Linked DNA regions of Mus musculus: region 2 is linked to region 1. A link is a contact called in public ChIA-PET data. All regions are on one chromosome and are shown on one strand. The core of a region is the stretch at or near the end of the contact, and the rest is flanking DNA. Distances in the headings are between cores, read along the strand shown. Region 1 overlaps Acot11 (acyl-CoA thioesterase 11). Region 2 overlaps Tmem59 (transmembrane protein 59).

The links. ChIA-PET counts read pairs in DNA pulled down with a chosen protein or histone mark.
Region 2: an RNA polymerase II ChIA-PET map of effector CD8 T cells shows a contact between it and region 1, with 5 read pairs. The contact joins two enhancer-like sites. A contact is called at or near these places in 4 of 39 promoter capture datasets (embryonic stem cells, liver and pre-B cells), 6 of 115 datasets of contacts at active chromatin or transcription factors (T-cell acute lymphoblastic leukemia, double positive thymocytes, effector CD8 T cells and 3 more) and 1 of 9 other capture datasets (adipose tissue).

Annotation. Positions count from the first base shown.
Region 1 is chr4:106,785,485-106,789,762 of GRCm38.p6, reverse strand. All of the region lies in intron 1 of Acot11 (acyl-CoA thioesterase 11), which reads left to right. Among named protein-coding and RNA genes, the nearest start is that of Acot11, 12 kb to the left of the region's middle. Within about 2 kb of position 1,767, at least 176 of the 459 cell types and tissues checked have an H3K27ac peak or open chromatin away from gene starts, as enhancers often do. A contact at or near this core is called in T-cell acute lymphoblastic leukemia and effector CD8 T cells, where this site is marked.
Region 2 is chr4:107,199,959-107,204,236 of GRCm38.p6, reverse strand. Tmem59 (transmembrane protein 59) reads right to left here. Exons shown (of 8, transcript NM_029565.3): 8 at 3,241-3,869. The coding sequence ends at 3,714. Among named protein-coding and RNA genes, the nearest start is that of Ldlrad1, 7.0 kb to the left of the region's middle. Within about 2 kb of position 2,271, at least 23 of the 459 cell types and tissues checked have an H3K27ac peak or open chromatin away from gene starts, as enhancers often do. A contact at or near this core is called in T-cell acute lymphoblastic leukemia and effector CD8 T cells, where this site is marked.

The DNA of each region.
Region 1 (4,278 bases), core at 518-3,017:
AGGCTGGGCAGAGCTCTGCAGTGCAATTCATCTGGCCTGCGGGGCCCAGGTAGAGGTTATGGGTGGTGGTTAGCTTGTGAGTGAGCTTGCCTAGGGTCTAGTATGGCTTCACTGGCATTGTTGTGGGCAAGGCTGCAAGGTTGGGCTTAGCTGGGAATGTCATTTAGAGCATCCACGTGTGGATTCTTTGTCGTGACAGTTTCAGGAGAGTTAGATTTCTTACCTGGCAGCTAGGTCCCCCAGAGGGACAGTTCCAGGAGGCCTAGGAGATGCAGCAAAACTTCCCATGACCTGGGGTTGCAAGCTTTGGTTGAAATGTCACTGAAGGTGATGCAGACTCAGGGGAGAGGATTAGACTCCTCTTTCTCTTGAGTCTTGAGAGGAGCCACGAGGCTCTAGTACCCTTTAACCTAGAACAGGTGTAGAGCCCTGTGCCTTTCAGATGCCCCCACGGGGCTGGTGATTGTTTTTTGCTGGTTTGTTTTTGCAGGTGTGTAGCCCCCCTTTCAACAGAGGGGTGCGTATCAGAACTGTGGTACATTCAGTGAATGTTTAACAATAGCTGGAAAGTTCTTGGTCCTTATCCTCACTCATTTCCCCCCCATCCCCCCCCCACTCCCCTAACTGGGTACTAACACTTCTTCCTCACTCCAAGCTCCCCCCACCTCCGCCTGCAGTACTGCCGCTAGCTGGACCTCTGAAATCTGCCCTTGGCCAACACTTTGGCCAGGCCCTGCCCAAGTGCCATTTCTCCCAGCTAGCAGCATAGGAGCGCTGAGGACTCTACTTGCCTCTCCTCATCCGAGAGGACACGCAAGCACGCACATCCAAAGTGGAGAGATCTGAAAGGCGGGTCCCGTCTCCCGCCACTTACGGACTCCAGCACTTGAGTCAAATCTGCACTCTGGGGATCTGCCCAGCCTTGGGCCACGTGGACCAGGTTACCCTTCTGACTTCTTCTTCTTTTTTTTTTTTCCCTCCTGACTTCTTACCTACTGCCCTCTGATAGTCACACCAATCCTCTTGGGGCGTTGCATTCTCTCTCCTTAGAACCACACCCCCCTCCCATGTCTTTCCTAATTGCACCCTCTCATTCATTCATACATTAGCCAGCTCCCCGCAGGAACCCTCCCACTCACTACTGCCTCAGATTAGAAAAGGACCTTTTCCCTCCATCATATCCCCTCTCCTATCGTTTTCTTTTCTTTTTGAGACAGGGTCTCATGTAGCCTAGGCTGGCCTTAAACTTGCTTTATAGCTGGGATGGACCCTGAATTTCTGATCCTCCTGTCTCCATCTTCCAAATGTTGGGATAATACCACAACCGTTTCATGCAGTGGTGGGGATCAAACCCAGGGCTTTCTGGATATTAGGCAGGCATGCCACCCACCGGGCCACACCCCTCGATGCTCTGTGTTTTCTTTCCTTCTTTAAATGGCCTTGTCTTGTTTTTACATGTCATGAGAGATGAGATGGTCCCATCACCCTGAAGAAATGAATGGAGTTTTAACAGAGATTAACCTCAGTGATCTGAAGAGTTGTTCTTTCTACCTATCCGCCTTACTTGGAATGCTCCTGGTTTCTGACCAGCCCTCAGAGATCCAGACCAGGCCACCAATAGTCGGTGCCCTCCCTGATCTCCCTCCGGTTATCTGTCCTTTCTGAGGGTCCCACACATTCCTTCTGGTTTCTTGCTCACAGGGTTGGGCCTCAAGCAAAACCCCAGCCTGGGGCTGCCTCCTCCGCACTGAGTCATTCCTTCCTCTCCTCCCCTCCCCCACCGTACTGGGGCTGCAAGGCCTCAGCCACCACAGCGCTATGCTTTGGTTACGGTAGGAGTTGCCACAGTTGAGTTTGTGGATGGATGAAATCATGAGGCTGTTTTCACATAAACAGCTATTAAGGTAGAACCAGCCCAGCCCATAATCAATCTAAACCCAGGGGACAGTGACAGAAGCGCTGGATGCAGGGTCCCCTGCTTGGCTTTTTTGTCAGCCTGCTGATGACCAGGCCCGTCCTCATTCCTGCCATTTGGTGCAGCATGGGGCTCTACGGAACTGGTCCAGGTTCAGTCTCCAGGGGCACCACGGGAAACCCCTCCAGGCTCAATCTCCAGGTTCTCACTGGGCCCTGATGATGTTTGGCCTTGAACAAAAGCAATTTATTGAAGATGGTTTATTCGTGGCCCAGGGGCTCCTCCTGGTGCCCACCTTGTTGCCACCGACCCTTTCAGCTGCTTTCTAGTAATTCCAAGAGTCTGTTTCAACTTCCTGAGGGTCTGGAACCTTTCTAGAACTGAGTAGCATGGCATTCTGGCAGTCATCAAGTGCAGGGTGCCTGCAGAGGACCACAGACTCTGTCCTGCCCAGCCATGATTCTCAGTTTAAGTGAAACCCTAATATAGAAGAGAGCTTTGTGTTCAATTGGCAGTAATGGAAAGAAATGTGAATGTTTTTGTCACAGGTCCCAGCTGCCTTCAAAGCATTTTCTGCACAGGCCACCTGGCCATTTGTTCTCCATAGATGTCACATACCCCTGGGACCCGTGTCTTTCTGAAGTGCCTTAGCTTTTGGACAACACAAAGCACAGCAGTTTGGGGCACTTCCTGTGGGTCAGGTCCCGGTCTAAGCACTCAGACTCCTTTCTGTGACGCTCATGTTCCCATTTTATAGTTGTGAAGACTGAGGTCCAGAGTAGCTTAAGTTATGCTCGGTTCTCCAGCAAACCAGAGGCAGGGCCACATCCAGAGTACCAAGAACCTGTGGGGCTTGGTCACAGATCTCTTGCCAATCACCGCAAACTTTGTCTTTCTTCTCTTTCTACCTTTCTTGGCTTTTTCAGCAAGCTTTTCTCTTGGCTCAGGTCCCTTTCACACAGTGGAGGGAGTATGTTGGTGCTGTGAGGCCAGGTCAGGTCAGGGCTATTTTATAGTCCATCAACTCCCCTGAGCTGAAGGCTCGGAGAAGAACCTGGGGTATAAGAAGTGAGCCCCTGCAGGGCTGCCTGGGCTGCAGTGCCCGGTCCAGCCTCTGCCATGGGTTGCCTGATCCTGATCAGCATCTTCTACCTGCAGAGAGGACACTTCGGCCTCTTCCAGGGCATGACCAAGTGACAAGTGACAAGATGTATCCAGTTGGTAAATCATGAGTCCTGCTTCCACCATTCTGCAAGCCTTCTTAGGAATGGCTTTTTAAACACAGAGAAGAACTAAGCTGGTTTGAGCTAAAGGAGGCTGGTGGGGTGGGGGTGGAGAGGACAGAGTGGCAGGAGGGTTTGAGGATCCCCGAGGGGTGGGAGAAGGGGCCCCACTTGCTGGGGGGAAGCCTGGACACCATCCTTCAGCAGGGTAGAGGCTAGAGGGCCTAGAGAGCAGCTGGAGGGGGCCCAGCCAGGCTGCCAGCTTCCTGGGGCAGGAAGTCTTAGCTGCCCAGAGTCTCAAAAGCTGTGAGCAGCTCAGGCCCAGGAATGTGTGGTGTGGAGTGTGGATCAGGAGCGGCCCCTTTCCTGTCCCCCGCCCCCCCCCCCCCCCCAGTGCATGTGCTTTTCTACTTGTTTTGTTCCCTCCCAGCCCATTTCTTTCTCCCTCTGACATTTCTTTTCTGTTCTCCTTCCCTCCTCCCTGTGTCTTGTCTTTTCTCTAATTGTTTTGTTTCCCCTTCTCTCTCTGTAGCTGATTTCTCTCTCTTTTTTTTTCCTCCCCCTTTCCGCTTGTTCTTGTTTCCTCTCCAGAAGGAATAGTGCTATCTATGGCTGCTGTGCCCAGCTCCAGGGTAAATGAGGTGGCTTGTAGGATAGCAGGGCCTGGGCCCACTGCCTGGCTTCTTGTTGCCATGGTAACCCAGAGGCAGGGACAGGCTGCATTCTTAGCCATGTGGTGGGGAGGGTGTGAAGGGTTCTGATGGGGAGAAGCCAGGTCTTTCCTTCACAGCCCCCTGAGTGGCAGCCCCGACCTCAGTGTGAGGGCTCAGCATGGAGGGATCAATGCATGTCACTGGGGGTTTGGGGCTGGGTGTGGCACATGGAGGGTAAGATCACACTGGGGCTAGACGGCTTGTGATCAAAACATTCTAGTTGCCCTCTAGGCCTTCTGGTGACTGGGGGGGGGGGTAAAGGTTGGGGGGTTTGGGGGGTGGGCAGTGGCAAACAGTCTAATGCAGTAGGCCAGGCCGGCAGTGAGGCATAGAGGCAGAGGGTGGGAGATGAAGGACTGGATAGGAGAAGGGTTTGCAGAAGGGAGTGGACCCTCTGATTTGTGGGCAAGAAAGCGCATGGTAGCCA
Region 2 (4,278 bases), core at 1,022-3,521, 410 kb before region 1:
TTCTACCCAAGTCCTCAATGGCTGCTAACGCTGCAAACAGTTCAGGTGCAGAAAGCACACACAGAAGCAGAAAGTCAGGTCAATCCAACAACCTGAGCAAGCAACGTAAAACAGCTTACTCTTAACATGTCAAAAAAATCCAGACCACCCCGACTGGGGGCTAGGTGAATTTGGTTGCGGAAAGATAGCTCAGTGTTCAATAGATCTGAACTCAAGTATAGCAGGCCTGTGATATCATCACCAGTAGAGCCCACATTGCAGTAGATGTTAATTAATAGCAATAAAAACAATACTCTGAGATCATAGAAGGGTTACAACTCCCTTTCGACGTTATTTTGTGCTAAAGGTCTGTGGCACAGAATGCCTGTCCTTAAAACCTTTCATATCGAGTAACTGAGTCTGGGGAGATGGCTTAGGAGCTAATCTGCACGAGGACCTGGGTTTGGCTCCCCAGCACCTAAATAAAAAGTAGGGTGTGGTGCTGCAGGCCTGTAACTCCAGCGGTAGGGAGACAAACAGGGAAGAGGATTTCAGGGGCTTGGCCGGCCAGTTTAGCCAAACTGTGCTCCAGGTTCAGTGAGAGGCCCTGCTTTAAAAATAAGGCGTACAGCAACAGAGGAGACTGATGCTGACCTCTGACCTCTGCACATGGATACACTGGGGGTACACAGATGTACACACATGCACTCCCAACAGAGCATCCCTGATCTAAATAAGTCAGTTACTAGCAGCACAGGAAGGGTAATTAGCAGTGAGACATGAAAACAGTTTTCATAATTTCAAGTAAGGTAAGGGTTGGGCCTCAGAAGCCATATTAACTGTGCAAGCCAGCTTTCCACTGAAGACAATGCAGTCTCCAGGGTCTCAGCCTCTAGTGCAGGCCACACCTTAAGCCCAGACTAAGGTAGAATAGTTAAGGAAAGATGAAAAAGGTAACTGTAGCTGATGATACTCAAACAGGTCGCTTAGCAACTGGAAGCCTGCGGGAGGGGCTCAAGGGCAGCTGAGGTGAGTCTACCCTGTGAATGTGCAACTGAAGATGTGGTAAGGCGACTGGCTATTCGACAACATGGCTTGAAAACTCAGCCCAACAGGAAGCAGCTCGTGGTTGGATCTTTGTTCAGCCTTTTGTTTGTTTGGCCTCACTTAGAGCAGTGGTTCTAGGCCTTCCTGATGCTGCGACACTTTCCTACAGTTCTCATGTTGTGGGCCCCCAACCATTAAATTATTTTTTCGCTACTTTATAACTGTAGTTTTGTTACTATTATGAATTATGATATCAATCTCTGATATGCAGGTCATCTGATATGCCACACCCAAAGGGCTGTGACCCACAGGTTGAGGAGTGCTAATCTGAGTCAATTTGTTGTGACCACAATGCAGGGTCCTAGGCTTAAAACATATTGCGGGGAACAAAGCCTAAACAATGTAAGTAAAGAGAACAGGATTGTAGTTCACTTAATAAAATGATGGAATAAAGTGCTCACCCGTAAGGAATCCTAGCACTAGGGAGGCTGAGGCAGGAAGATCTGGTTCAAGGCTTGACTGAGGAATATAGAGGCTGTTTTAGAAACCCAAGGGCTAGGACACAGCTCTACTGTAGAGTGCTTCCTAATATGAGCAAGGCCCTGGGTCTGGTCTACAGTACAAAACCAACAATGGGGCTAAGCTATGGCTGCCTCAGCCTTTGCTCCCATGCCCAGGCTGCTCCACACTGCTATCTCAGAAGCATTCTGAGACCCATTCCCCAACAAGACCCTGTGGCTTAACTTCTTTGTCATGACCCTCCATTATGTGCAGGATCGAGGCTTACTGAGGTCTTTTATTCTTCATATCTTCATGACAGCTTGGCCTGCTGAACAATCTGCAGTCCCTGGCTTCTTGTCTCTCAGCTTAAGCACACTGTCCCCACTGCCTACAACACTCTTCCCTGATCTTACCCAGCTTTTCCATTTCCCTCCAGGCTGAAGCCGGCCACCACTTCCTCCCAGAATCTCCCAGAATTAGTGATGCTCACAGTCCTTCAGCTTTACCCAGGTTCAGATGTAAAACACCCCCACAAAAGGTGCATGTGTTGAGACTTGGCCCTAGGTCTTCTGTCTTTCAAATCTAGACACACTATCTTAAAAACAAAGCCTATAGTTTGTGACCAACATCTTCCCTGCTTAGCTGTCAACTGTATTTTCTTGACTTAGAGAAATCTGACAACGGCACCACAGTGAGGCCTTCCAGTGACAGACAGCTGCCACCCAGCTCTGAGATCAAGGATGCTGGTTAGCAAAGGTGTTTAACATTTCCTATGTGGTGACTCAGAACCACATTAACATCTGGTGTAAGATGGTATCTGATTTTGCCCTTATTTTAAGTATCTATTACTAGGACTATCAAGCTACCTCAGCAAGAGCTGAAGTTTGATTCCCAGCACCGACGTGGCAGCTCAGAAGTCTCTGTAAATCCAGTTCTGAAGGATCTGATGTTCTCTTCTGACTTCAGCAGACAAAAAGTGTGCACATACAGGCAAAATACTGATATACAGAAAATAAGTATCTAAAATATTAATAATAATTGCCTATCACTGATGGTAAAGGAAGGGCAACAGTGTCAGTTTCTACCAAGTCAAATCTATGCTTAACTGTGCATCATGGGAGAACAAGGCTAGTGCTCAAATCTATGCTCAACTGTACATCACGGGAGAATAAGGCTAATGCTAAAATGCCATTTCTCTCTAAAAATATCTTGATGCGATTTTAAAGAGGTCAAACAGCTCCTTTGGAAAAATTCTTTCAACTCTAAGCTGTGCAAAAAAAACCACATCAAGTGGAACTTCAAGAGAGATGGCTGAGCGGACAAAGCATTAGCTTCAAAAGCCTGACAACCTGAATTTGTCATTTGAGTCCCTGGAATAAGCCAGAAGCTCTCAGGCCAGCCCGCCTGGAGTACACAGTGCAGCAGCAAAATACGAGCAGAGGACCCATCTCAACCTGGCAAGGGAAAGAACCGACTCCTGAACACTGTCCTCTGATCTTCACACACATGCTGTGGCATGCAGATGTCCCCGACATCCAACATCCAACACACACACATACACACACACACACTTTACACCACTTCTGAGAAGGCCATTTTTGTTTTCACGGCAGCATCGCTCGATCGAGCTGCCATAGAACAGCAGACACACAGCAACCCACGACTCTGCACTGGGAAAGGAGAGGGAAGAACAAGAAAGCCCAACACTCAAGCTTCAGAACATAATTATTCAAATAGATTTTAATGATTTCAATTCAATACAACTGAAAATGTAGTGTCATTAAATAACATTTCTGCTATAATCCAGAGGACAGTTTGGAGGCCATTTCCGGGCAGAAGCATCACACCCTAAGGTTTCGGTTATTAAGTGAGATGACTGACGGGGGGCATGGCAGGGGCGGGGCCACAATGATCAGCTCATAGAATTTGGCGAAGAGAGGAAAAAAACCAAAACCAATGCAACTAACTAAGTAGCTACAGATATTAGTAAAATAAAAATACAACCCAATGTCCATCTTAAATGACTAGAAAAATACAGGTAAAGTCACAGCAAATAAAGTCTTCACAGAGTTTGGTAACTTTATTTGCATTTTATAGTGATTTCTTAAGGCCTATGTCCAATGAAACCATCTTAAAAAGCTCTATGAGGAATGGAAGTTTATGTGTCCACGACTCTTTTAAAAAGCTTAGATTTCTGAGTGAGCAAGGTTCACCTTGGTGGGCAGGGGCCCTGCCTCCTCATGTTCTTCAGTCTGAGACCTAACAATCACAAGAGAAGGAGCTGGGTATCTGCTCAGCTTTTGTTCATTCATAAATTCCAAGTCACCATAGATACTCAGCTTCTGCAAGAGAAGAACCAGAACACACCATTAACGTAGACACTCAGGAATCTCCCCACCTAAGTTCCCAGGCAACGGTTCAGTCTCTGGAGGTGCATGGTGATGAGTTCTGATGCTTGGGAGGCAGAGGAAGGAGGCCCCTGCAAGCTGCAGGCAGCCAGTGCCACACGGTAGGATACAGTCTTAAAACAGAAGACACAAAACAAACAAACACAACTGATCTATGGACATCTGGTTTGAGCAATTCTATCTGTATCTTAGAGACTGGAGACTGTTTATGGATGAGACTCAGCCTCCTGTACATGGCCCGAAGGGTGTTCCCACACGTCCTAACTTAATCCTTAGAGGCACACCAACGAGTACCAAAGAAACGTACTTCGTTTTAAATGAAGTTAACATGGCCACATCAAGA